Linked DNA regions of Anas platyrhynchos: region 1 is linked to region 2. Evidence: chromatin contacts called from public Hi-C data. All regions are on one chromosome and are shown on one strand. The core of a region is the stretch at or near the end of the contact, and the rest is flanking DNA. Distances in the headings are between cores, read along the strand shown.

Region 1 (6,108 bases), core at 1,124-3,623, 42 kb after region 2:
TCAGAAAAGGCTGTATCATTCTGTCTGTGTGTATCTGTAGATGCTGCAAACGGGTGGCTCTGGGTGGCTGTGAAAGTCTTTTAATAAGAGGGAGCCAGTGGAGGGTGGCTGTTTAGACTTACGGAGGGCCAGTGCTACATTTGGTGGCAGAGGCAGGTAAGATTGTGGAGTAGCTTAGGAGATTTCTTGCTGTCCAGTGTCATTTTAATTCTTTCAGCAGAAAGATAATGCTTTTGTTTTCAGAACTATTTTAGCCAAACACTGTTTTATTTGCGTCAAGCCATATAGGTGATTCTGATTGCTCTGAAAACCTACATATACCGGTGGGGCAAACAAGCCCCTTATTCAGGGTGGAATGGCAAATGCTGTGTCTGCCACTCAGTATGCTGCAGGATTTTCCAGAACCTAGGCATAAGGATCATCTGACAGGCAAGTAATGTAAAATTGCTAGGTTTTGGAGAGTAAAGTTGATTGAAACAGTGCTAGCTTGATTTGATAAGTAATGAAGTACTAGGCAAAAGGATGGAGGTAGGCTACCAGGAACCACTTTTGTAGGAATTATTGAGACACTTGTCCGGGTATTGTTTTAGATGTCTGAATATGATTTCTCAGTTTTGTGTTTAAGAAAATTTTCTGTGGTTGAAAAGGTGATGTTATGAATGGAGTTGAGAATGAAGAACGAACACGGGTTTTGCATGCTGTGAAAAAAGAAGTTTCTGTATGTTTAAACTCCGGCAGTTCCAGAGGTTTAAGAATTTCAGTGGTGAACTTCTGGATTTGAAAAACTTAATAATAAGCTCCTAATCAGAAGATTGTCTGCTGAATTCTGCTGTGCTTAAGAGTGATTTCAAAGTATTCATTTCGTTTTGGTGTTTTGTAGCCCTAGATTAGTTTTAATGGATTTTTAAGGCTCGTTGTAAGTGGCATGTTGCAGAAGTTCTTAGATGCTTAATTTAACTTTTCTGTTCCAGTACATTTGGATTCCTTTCAAAATTTTCCCTGTATTCCTAGTATTCTTAAAGTTCACATTATTTGTGAAAATCTTACTACTTGCAAAGCCAGTTTTATTTAGAGATCTCTAATATTTAAAGATCTGATTTGTCCGTCTTATTATCTCTATGTTTTAAATGAGAATTTTTTATTTTTTTCCTGGGAAGCCTTTAGATTATGGGCTTATTTAAAAAATTATCCCTTTTCAGTTAAAATGTCCTTCACTTTAATTTAAAAAATGTGAGTTGACTCTAATGTTTAAAAAGAACAGTGATTCATAGAACATTTTTTCTCCCGTCAAAAATTATCTTACCCTTATATTTACTTATTTGTTTTGCTCAGCAGAGGTCAGGTTTCAGAAGGGGATTTATTTATTTATCATTTATTCATTTTGCTCAGCAGATTCACTTTTCCCCCCCTTTTCCTTATTCTATAGTAAGTTTTGTAATATGAGAAGTTTGCACTCACCTCCTATAGTTAAAAACTTTATTTAGAGGAGAAGTTGCTTGTTTTAAAATTAGTAAGCTGTGTGGCTTTTCGGAAACTTTCCTTTCATAATTTGGTTTCTAGCATGACTTATGTGCAAGATTCTTGTTAGGAGTATGCTTGATTAGGGATCTTTCATGTGGGTTCTGGCAGAAACGAAAAAACAAAGAAAATTGTTGAATCCTTTTTTTTCCCCCCAGTTTTTCTGTCCATCGTTTGCAGCAGAGCTTGTGTTCTTGCGGAGCAGATGTTAATGTAGTTGTGACCAGGGCTGAAATAAACTTTCACATCTGGAACTTTAGCACTTGTTAAATACTGAAATTGTGCACGAACAACAGCTTCTAGGTGTCTAGCTTTTTTTAAGAAGGAAAGGGATACTGCAGGCCTAATGGATCCCTCTGTGATTTGCTGTTGGCAACATTTTCAGCACAACACTGAGAACTGTAGTATTTTGTCTTCAAGAAGTTAAGTGCAGTGGCTGGTAGCAGCAGAATGCTGTTACCCTAGAAAGAAAGGACTGCAATTGGAGATTTGACTAGCTACCAGTATGTCATGGTTCATGAAGACCTGGGAAGTGAGAAACAGAGGGAAGAATCACAGAATATATTGAGTTGGAAGGGACCCACAAGGATCATCACATCCAACTCCGGGCTCTGCACAGGACCACCCCCAAAATCAGCCCCTGTGTCTAAGAGCATTGTCCAAATGCTTCTTGAACTCTATCAGGCTTGGTGCCGTGACCACTGCCCTGGGGAGCCTGTCCCAATGTCTGACCACCCCCTGGGTGCAGAGCCTTTCCCTAACCCCCAGCCTGACCCTCCCCTGTCCCAGCTTTTAGGATGGATCCCTGGAACAGGTTTCTGAACCCAGAAGTGGGATTGGGCACTTCAGACACTCTAGAGGAGAGCTGTAATGTGTTACTTCTTCCTCTGTAAGAGTAATATGACCTTTCTTAGAATGAAGGTCTTACCTTCTTACTGTGTGTATATGAAATGTGCTTCATCAGGCCATGATTTCTGAGTACTCGCTTTTAGTTGTAGCATATGAGGTTGGAACTAATTTCAATGATTTCAATTGTTACTGTGAGAAGCTGCTGAATTTTATTGAAGTGTGCAAGAGGTTGAAAAGAACTTGATTTACAAACATCAGGACTCTAAGGATAACTAGCAGAATATAATGGAGCAAAAACTCCTTTAATCTATGATTTTTTTTCCCTGTGTTAAATAGTGCTAGTACTTCTGGGCAAGTTGCTTTAAAGCAGTAGCATTAGTGGAACCTAGCGTCCTGTGCCTCCTAATTTCTCTCTTCCACTGATAAGTGCATGCTTTGTCAGTCAGGTCTGAACACAGCGCATACCTTTGTTTGACCTCTCCCATTTTTCAGTGCTGTTTAGCTCTGTTCCTGTGCCTCTGGCTGGGGATCAGGGCTGCAAATCCTCTGACTGTCCAGAGTTAGGAGCAAGAATAAAACTGGAGCTATACATCTTTTTGCTGCACTTGCATAAAGAGTGGGTTTGGTTGTTGACTGTCAGTAAGGCTTTTTTTTTTCCACTGGTCTTCTGTTGTTTCTTTAGCATTGTATTTAGTGTTCTTTTCATCCCATTGTTTTATCCATATTCCCTGTATAAATTACTACAATAGTTAGTTTTTTTAAAAAATGGGTTGTAAGAATTTCTTATTTTCCTAAGTCTTGCGTTGTACGGTGCTGTTGACTTAATTATTTGAAATATGCTTTAACCTTTAAAATTTGGGTAGTTATTGCTTAAATTAAGACTTTTTTTTTCCTTTCATGTTGGTGTGGTGTATTACGAAAGTGTTTTATTGTTCGTATGTGTTTTCCTGTTTGGGAAAGCAAAATCATCCCCGTGTTCAAAAGCTAATTACACTTTTCTGTCATAAAATTATTAATGATACCCAGGAAAAGGTGAACCTGGGAGGAGGCGGTTTTCTGTTACTGTGAGCATATAGTGCCCAGCTTAGTTACAGAATGTGAGTGAAACATGGTTACTCTTAACGTTCTTAATCTTATGTTTGGGCTGTGGTCCTATACTTCAGTTTGTACTGATGCAGGGAGGGAGTTGTATTCCTAAGTTCTGAAAGGCTTAGCCTGATGGTGTCAATTTTTAAATGGTTTTATTCAGCTAAATTGCATGTAAGCATTCATGCTTTTGGCATGTTGGTAACAATCGTGAATATTCTCCTATTTTTTTTCCTACCCTGGGCATCCAAATGAATCCCGTTTTAGAGCACCAGCACTAGAAGCTGGCTTTTCAGGGAGTTCTGGTTTGAGAGGCACAATATAGGCATGGTTCATACCAACTAGGTGTGTAAAAACAGTGGCAGGGGGTGTCCAAAGATGGGTAAGTGCAGAGGTGGGTGCAGGTTGCTGTGGGTCAGATCCGTGCTGTCCTGAGTGGAGCAACGTGGAGCATGAGGAGGGCAGGAGCAGCACCACTGGGGGTGTTTGGTCCCCTGTGGAAAGCACATGGGAGTATCCTGCTGGGGGATTGTTAGAGGCAGAAAAACTCCAAACTAGTTAGAAAGAACAGGCCATCTCTGTTCCTGTATCCAACCCAAATCAATGGATTTGAGCAACGATACTGATCAACACTCAAGAAGATCCGCAAAAGAGCTGCAAGGTCCCAGAGTTTTGGTAGTCAGCTGTGTTGGGAAGGAAAAACATACCAGGAGAAAACAGCATTTGCTTTATATTGGAGGATTTGGGTAAAAACAATAAAATGGCAAACATACTCCTGCTCCAAATGTGATGGTGTAGGGGTTACCCTAAACGATCAGCATCTTTATTAGCCTGTTTGTTTCTACCCACAGGCAGAATTTTGTAAATGCAATCAAAAATATATAGGGTTGCAGTAATTAAAAAAGATTGAAGATCACTAGGGTACAGAATGTAACTACAGGAGATGAAGGAGGTCTGGGTGTATCCTCTGTGTGTCTTGTCATTAAATATATTTTCTTATTTTGCTTAAGCCTTTATACTTCCAACTTATGGACATGAGCTTGCAGGACAGGCATTGAAGGATGATAAAATTTCAGGACATAGTTCATCCGTGATACCTTCAGGAAATGAACCTGCACAGCAAGTACATACAGTTCTTGCTGTCTTAATCTGTTTAGTGACTGTAATTTTTCAAAGCAGAGGTTGTTGTCTTTTGTTGTTTGGAAAATGCATGCTATGTAGAAACCATTCTCAAATCTTACCAAGCAAATAGTAGAAAAATGAAACTGTAACTGCAGTGAATCATCATTTAAAGTAGTCCATTTTTGATGGTGCCTAGTGCAGTGATCGTACAAGAACATAAGGCCTGTTTGCATTCTAGTCTGATGTTGCCATATGCCTGTTAGCCAAAGGGCAAGATGTATCAACAAGAATTTTTAGTCAGAAAGAAGGTAGGAATGGCTATTTGAGAAGCGCATTGCTATGTAGTACTAGTATTCTTCAAAACAGCTGTTCTAGAGCTGGTTTTCAGCTTAGTCTGTCTTAGTAGATGTTGAATAAAATGTAAGCTTTTTTTTTTACTTGCTTTTGTTTCTCCAGCTACTGAATGAAAGGGCATGTGAAATTGATTTCTCTTTGTATGTCCCTCTGTACTAGTTCTTTAGAAATTACAGGACATCAGGGAGCATGGTAAATGAGCTACATGATTAAATTTTTAAATCTTAGAGCAGCTTTGTCCAGGAAGAAAATCCCAAAATTTCAAATGATTCCTTTTGTTACAGGATTCTTTAAAATATTACTTGATTTACATTTGTATGATTAATAATAAATACACTTTGGGGTTGACATCTCATAAAACAAAATTATAATCTCAAGGAATGCATTACCCACAACAGGGTACTTACTGTGGCAATGTTACTTTTATTAAACCATTTATCATTTTAATGTTGTGTATTCTGACTCTTAAGGTTTTCTATCTTTTTCTTCAAAAAAAAAAAAAAAAGGCAACAAAACAAATTCAATACTTATTTTTCTTTTCTACAGCATTATCTGCATACCAGAGGTACTACAGTTTACAATCTGACTACTGGAAGGTCTGTATATGCTGCTTTTTTTTTCTTAAACATAATGTTGTAAATGATTGAATTTCTTAAACCGATTAGTTTCAGTATGTTTGGAATATCTACCTGCAATTACTTTTTGGCATATTAATTGGGTCTTAATGGAAATGTTCATCTATGTGTACAATTCATTATAAATCTAAGTGGAAATAAATCTTCACGCCATTTGCTGAAATGACAGATCAGTTAACTTGACACATTTTAGATTTTCTTTTTATTACCCATTACTTCATTTTTTTTCTTATGTATCCAATATCTGTGTTTGCATATGAATGTTGAGAGAATCTTAACCACTTGAAAGCTGCTGTGCGGGTGTTGGACTTACAGTAGGAAAAATGTTTTCAGGTTGTGTGCTATTTTTATTAATATGTCTTTCAGTGCCTTAGAGAATGTTTTTAGGTAAGAAGGGAGGAAAAACCTGCTAGTATAGATATGTCTCTAAGTCCATGTAAAGGTATTAGGACTTTAAATAAATAAAATTTAAAAATTTCTTAGTGATACTGTGGAAAATAGGTAACATTGCTGTCTTGTCACATGGAATAATTTGAAGCTTGTT
Region 2 (6,190 bases), core at 1,311-3,810:
AGAGTCAGTGATGGCTGCTTTGTCCAGGAAGAACCTCAAGACCATGTCAAAGGAGAACAGGAAGAGCAGTTCCTCCATTCTCCATCAGGCTGAACTGACGCTTTGTCTCGTCCCAGATGTCCTTGAGACAGGACAAAAAGAGATCAGGCCTCAGCACTTGCAGCAAGGAGCTTTGTGCATTGCTAGAAGGAGCAATCCTGACACTGGACAGCATTTGTGGTAGCAAACAAGCTCCTGGTCACGAGTTTCTATCAACAGTTACAATGAATTTCTGTGGTGAACATTTGTCAGACTACTGGACTCTTGCTTGTGAAAAAATCCTGTTAGGATCAGCACCATCTGCCAACAGCTCCTCCCTTAGTTGACTACAGCAAGGTAAGCACTTGACTGCTGGAATTGATGGAAATGAACAGTAATGATTAGAAAATGAAAAAGTAGATCGGGAGGAGGTAACCCTTCCCCTGTTCCATGTTGTACAAAATTATTTGCTGAGACTGAGTTCCTGCCCGTGTGCTTGTCCTATTTACCAATGAACCTGGATGTCTGAGATAGCAGAACTACTCTTGACACCAAGTGAGATGGCAGCTCAAATCCCAGCATTGATGCTAAATCCTCCTTCCCTCTGCACATTAAGAGCCGCCTTTCAGCTCAGCAGGACATCCAGCGATGGGTGTTCGGCTTTATGGAGAATTCTAGAATTCAGGCTTGCTGTACCTAACGTTAATTCGCAAGCAGTACCAACGAGCATCAAGCTTGCATCTCAATTCCCAGCTGCAGAGAACAAGGCTGCCAAACACCAACTTGGAACATGGAGCTCCTTGGCAAACTGGTCTGCAGCTGAACGGACTGGACAAGCGTTGAGCATGACAAAGCAACACTGGACACAGCAGAACAACACACAAAGAAATTGTGTGGAAGTGTAATGGGGGTGAGGATGCACACGGAAGCAGGACCCAAAGGGCACTGCTCAGCCCCAGAGGTTTATCCATCCACAAGTCCCACACTGAAGGCAGCAAAGTGGTTCTAAAGACTCACAGATGTCGGGATTCAAACAAATCTAAAAATCTAACAAATGAACAAATATTTAATAGATTCAGGAGTCTGCTGAGAAAATATGTGATGGAGGAGCTGTGCAAAACACTGGAGATAGATGTTTGATCATAACTTTATTAATATTTTCGCTATTACCTGGATACGGCCCATTCCCAGAAACAAGAGTAACTCGTTCTTTATCTGGAGTCCAACCTCAAACAAGAGAGCTTTAAACACGATCCCTTGCCTCTTGCATTGATACTCTAACCAACTGGCTACTGGCTATTTTATGAAGCAAGGCAACCTTTCTGAACTCAGGTGGCTTTTTGTTCTACCTGCAATTGCATCAGAAAGAAGAGCGCACACGGTTTTGCTTTTGGGGTGAGCACAGACATATTGATTCGAGTCTTTTGCACTATTCGAGACTTTGTCTTGGCCAGATCTTCAGCCAGTACGCTGGGAAGTCACGCCAGCCTCAGCACACTTCAGATCACACCTTGAGGAGCCACTCTGAAAACATCACTGAGGTGAACGTTACCTGGTACACCTGTGAGAGGAAAAAAAAAAACAAACAACAAAACATGGGTCAGTCTCACGAGCACGCGACGATTAAATTAAAAAAAAAATAAAAACGAGGGGATGGAAGCAGCAGAACATCCTGAATTTTACTGAATATCCTCTGCGTAGCTCGCCCTTAGCCCTCGTTAACCCAATTCCCCAGGGCAGCCGTTGAGCGCCCGGCCCCTCCTCTGAGGGGAGAGAGCCCTCCCTCCCCCCCCGTCACGTGACGGCCGCCGGGCGCCGCTCCACCTGTCACGGAGGCCCGCGGAGGGGCGGCGCGAGCCCCCCCCACCCCCCCTTTAGGCCCCGCCCCTCGCCGCCCGCGCGCGCTGCACGCCTCGCCACGCGCTCGTCCGTTGGCGGGGCGGCGGCTGACCAACGGCCGACAACCCCCACCCCCACACGCTCCAACCGTCGGTTAACGGCGGTAGGGAAGCCACGGGGGGCGGCCGCGGCCGGGCTGAGGCGCCCTTCCTCGCCGCTGCCGCCCGCAGGCAGCGCCGTGCCCGCTGCCCGCTCCGGGAAGCCATTATCGGCCGCCTGTGCCAAGGCGGCCACGCCCCGCCAACGGAGCCAAGCGGGAGGGCGGCGCGGCCCCCGCCCCTCAGGCGTTACGCGAGGGCCTGGCAGCGATAGGACGGCGGGGCTGAGGCCCGCTGCCCCGGCACGGAGCCCCCGTTACGCAACTCCGCCCGCCTCGCTCCCCAAAGCCTCCCCCCCACCCTCTCTGCTTCTCCCTCCGCTTTTAAAGGCGCCCTCGTTTGACTGACAGCCCGCCCGCCCTCTCACCAGCCGCCGATCCCCTTGGTCCCGCCCCCTCCCTCCTCCTCCAACCAATGAGGCGAGGGGGGGCGGGCTGCGAAGCGGCCGTAGCGCGGCGGCGGCGGAGCGCTATGACTGACGTAAGTCAACAAAGGTCACGTGCGGCGCCGCGGAGGCGGCGATTGGCCGAGCGGGGCAGGGGCGGGGCGCGAGGGGGGGTGGAGGAGGCGCACGGCGCTCGGCGGCGGCCACAATTCGCGCAACTTCGCGCCGCGGCCGCACAACTCCGCCGGGGCGGCCCCGTGAGGGCTGGGTGGGAGGGAGGGGGGCGAAGCGGCGGCACGGTGCAGCCCCGCTCCCCTTCCCCTTTCCCCGCTGCCTGCGTCTGGCGTGGTGGCGGCGATGTAAACACGGCTGGGCCGCTGCCTCCGCCTCCTCCTGGCCTCCAGCGCTGGGGCTCCCTCCCCCTCTCCCTCCTCCCTCCCCCTCTCCCTCCTCCCTCCCTCCCTCCCTCCTCCGAGCAGCGGGGCTTCCCCCCGCCTCCCTCCCTCTCCCCTCCCCTCCCTCCCTCCCTCCCCCTCCCTGCCGGCTGTTGTTGTTGTAATAAAAGTTGTGGTGCGTGTGCGTGTGTCGGGCACCCCGCCCCGCCCGGCGCTGGGGGGTGTCGGGGGGCTCGCGAGAGAGGAGGAGGAGGAGGAGGAGGAGGAGGAGGGGTGGTGGCGGAGGTGGTGGTGGCGGCGGTGGGGGGGGGGGGGGGAGAAGAGAGAGAGGAGAGAGAGAGAGAAGCGCCTGCGATCGGCGGTTTTAATTACGCTGCGTTTCCATGAAATCGTGCGGAGTGTCGCTCGCCGCCGCCGCCGCCGCCTCTGCTGCTCCTTTCGGTGATGAGGAAAAGAAAATGGCGGCGGGGAAAGCGAGCGGGCAGAGCGAGGAGGACTTCGCCAGCTTGACAGCCGACGAGAGGGAAGCCCTAGCCGGCCTCGACAGGTACCCGCTCCCCACGCCGCCCCGGCCGCCTCCGCGTCCCGGCTCGGACCGCGCTCCCCCCCCACACCCCCACCCCGACCCTCTCCCCTCCGCACCCCGCTCCTCTCCTCTCTCCTCTCCTCGTCCCGTGCCCGTGTGTGCGCCCGGCCCCGAGGCCGCGCCGTGCCTTGGCGCTGGGCTGCGGGAGGGAGGGAGAGGAGAGGAGAGAGAGAGAGAGAGGGGGGGGTGGGGGGCCCGCGTCTCCGTGTGTCGCTAACGCCTCGCTCCTCTCCTCTCTTCTCCTCTCCTCTCTCCCCTCCCGCAGCCGCCTCTTCGGCTTTCTGAGGCTTCATGAAGATGGCGCCAGAACGAAGGCCTTGCTGTTAAAGGTACGAGCGGGGATGGATGGATGGGGAGGGGAGACCGCCTTGGGGGGGGGGGGGTGAACGGAGGGGGAGGGGAGGGAGGGAGCGGGCCGCTCCCCCGAGTGTGTGCGAGTGTGCGTGAGTGTGCACCGGGCCCGGGCGAGGCTGCGTGTGCGCGGGGCACCGCCACATCCGCAGCCCCCCCCCCCTCCACACACACCTCCCCTCAAGGCGGGGGGGGGGGGGTGGGAGCCGCGTCCCGGCGGGGCTCGTCCTGCCCCGGGCCGGGCCGGAGAGAGCCGGGGGAGGGGGGCGCGGGGGCGGCTGGGGAGAGAGGGGAGAGAAGGGAGAGGGGAAGGGGGGGGGGGGAGGCGGTGAGGGAGAGGGGGGAGGAGGAGGAGGAGGCGGCGGGGGGAGGGCGCGCGCGAGGCGCTGCTGACGTTGGCCTCTCCCCGGAGCCTCCCTCGTGATTTTGGCCCCGCGCGGCGGGGGCCGTTGGCGGCGCGCGCGCTGCCCGCCGGCCGTTGGGCTTTAAAGCACTGGGGGGGGGGGGGGGGGGTTAAAAATAAATAAATAAATAAAATAAAAAAGCGGTGAGGAGGGGACCGTGTGAGGGGACACGGGGCGGCCACGGGGACGGTCCCAGCCGCTGCCGGGCGAGGGGAGCGGAGCGGTGCGGGCTGCTCCCGGGGAGCTGCGTCCCCTGCCTCACACACACACACACACACACAACCCTCAGCCCTCCTCCTCCTCCTCCTCCTTCCCTCCCCGCTGTCCCGGCTCGTCAGGGCTGCGCGAAAAGTTGCGGGCCCTGTCATTGAGTTAAGTAATGGCTGCTCCCGTCGGCCCAAGATGGCCGGACAGGGAGGAGAAAGGGAAGGGGGGGGGGGGAGGTAAACACGAAACAAACAGCGGGGACCGAGGCGCCTCGCCCCGAGCACGGAGCACCCACCCCACCTCCCCTCCTCCTTCTCCCCTCCTCACACCCCCGGTGAGCACCGAGGGAAGCTCCCGGCTGCGCCCCGCGACTTGGCTCCGGCCCCCCCCCGGCTGCTCCCCGGCTCCGCGGAGCTGCCGTCGGCCCTTATCAACCTGTAGCACGTTGGAGCTGCCGGGCCGCCAGCCGCCGACAAAGGCTGTGCGGGGCCGAGGAGCGGCGAGTTGGATCTGGGAAAACACCCGCGCAGCAGGAAAAAAAAAAAAAATAATAATAAAAATTGGGCTCTGAAAGCACCGCACGGCCGAAGCAGGGGGCTCTGTTCCTCCGGGTCCCGCTTTCCGACTTGTTCCTGTCAGGAGCTCCGCGTTTGACACTTTGTTCAGCCTATTGTGTTGTGTTGTGCGCTGATATTTTCACGTGGAGATATTTTTTCTTCCCCCTTCTCCCCCCCGTATTTTTTTTATTCATTTTTGCTTGGTTGATCTGGAGCCCCAGCTCCATACTGCGTCGGATTCGGTGGCTTAGGCCCTCCGTCGTGCTTGGATGTTTATTTCTGGCGTAATTCGAAAAGCTCAATGTCAGGACGTGGGGGGAGGGACAGGGTGAAAAGCAAGTACACTTTTCTTTGTGCTTATATATTAAAAAACAACAACACAACGAAACAACCCTCGCTGTTTCGGTTTGATTTTTGGAGTTAGCTACTAAAGTATTTTTCCAGATAAAAAGGTAGGGGAGTGACACGTCAGACCAGTTAAATAACGTCCATTAACTGTTAGTGGGCTAGAACTCAGGTCTGCAGAGTGAGTGCTGCTGAGGCTATCGGGAGCGTTACAGAGAATCGTATGGGATAGAGCTTAAGGAGGCCAGGTGGAAAATAAAAGCACCGTATTAATTAGGTTCTGTCACATAACATCACTAGGTTAGGTTTTATTTTGCATACTGTAAATTTAAGGAAAGTGGGCAGCAGTTCAGCACGTTGGATTTTGAGTTATTTCTTGCATATGATGCCTTTATTTTTTTTTTTATGTCAGTCAATTAAAGTTTTAGTATTTACAGTCTATGTCAGGTCAATGAAGTTGTGCAGCTTTTTTGATATTTTTGAAGTATGTTTCTGGGAATGCTGTTGAATCTTCTCTTACTGCGTCAGTGTATGACTCCATGGAGCAAATACTATTTATTTTTCTAGATTTTGGTATTCCACCTCGGTTTTCTGACAGTGTTTTGGATATTTATGAATTGCATGCTGACTTAGGAAGCGTGTTCTTTGTAAAAGTTGTCATTGAGAAGAGTAGATTGTTGAGGAAGTCGATTAAAATGTTACTGTTCAATGCAAAGATGTTTCAGAGGAATTTCATGGCTTGAACCAGATGCAGTTTTGTTCATGCCTTTTCCGTTCTTGGAACACAAGTGCTTCAATTACTGTTATCAATAAGTAAAAAGTTGTTATTTTTGAGATGCTTGTTATCCAAACAATTCATTTATCTTTTTTTTTTTTGTGTGTGTGTGTGAAGCTTTATAGGTTCTGTAAAATCTACACCGCAAGGGAGGGTTTGCAGTAATTATT

Evidence for each region. A called contact is a pair of places that touch in the nucleus more often than the background predicts.
Region 1: a contact with region 2 is called in a Hi-C map of skeletal muscle, with 1.8 times the contacts expected there. The contact joins the enhancer-like site here to the promoter of KDM6A in region 2. A contact is called at or near these places in 2 of 8 Hi-C or Micro-C datasets (liver and skeletal muscle).

The regions. Positions count from the first base shown.
Region 1 is chr1:124,143,853-124,149,960 of IASCAAS_PekinDuck_T2T, forward strand. It overlaps KDM6A (lysine demethylase 6A), which reads left to right. Exons shown (of 31, transcript XR_011804999.1): 4 at 5,476-5,525. Among named protein-coding and RNA genes, the nearest start is that of KDM6A, 43 kb to the left of the region's middle. Within about 2 kb of position 2,374, at least 1 of the 8 cell types and tissues checked has an H3K27ac peak or open chromatin away from gene starts, as enhancers often do.
Region 2 is chr1:124,101,325-124,107,514 of IASCAAS_PekinDuck_T2T, forward strand. KDM6A (lysine demethylase 6A) reads left to right here and starts at 2,561. Exons shown (of 31, transcript XR_011804999.1): 1 at 2,561-3,342; 2 at 3,647-3,710. It overlaps LOC119714862 (a long non-coding RNA gene), which reads right to left and starts at 2,373. Exons shown (of 2, transcript XR_005262104.2): 1 at 2,006-2,373; 2 at 1-1,579.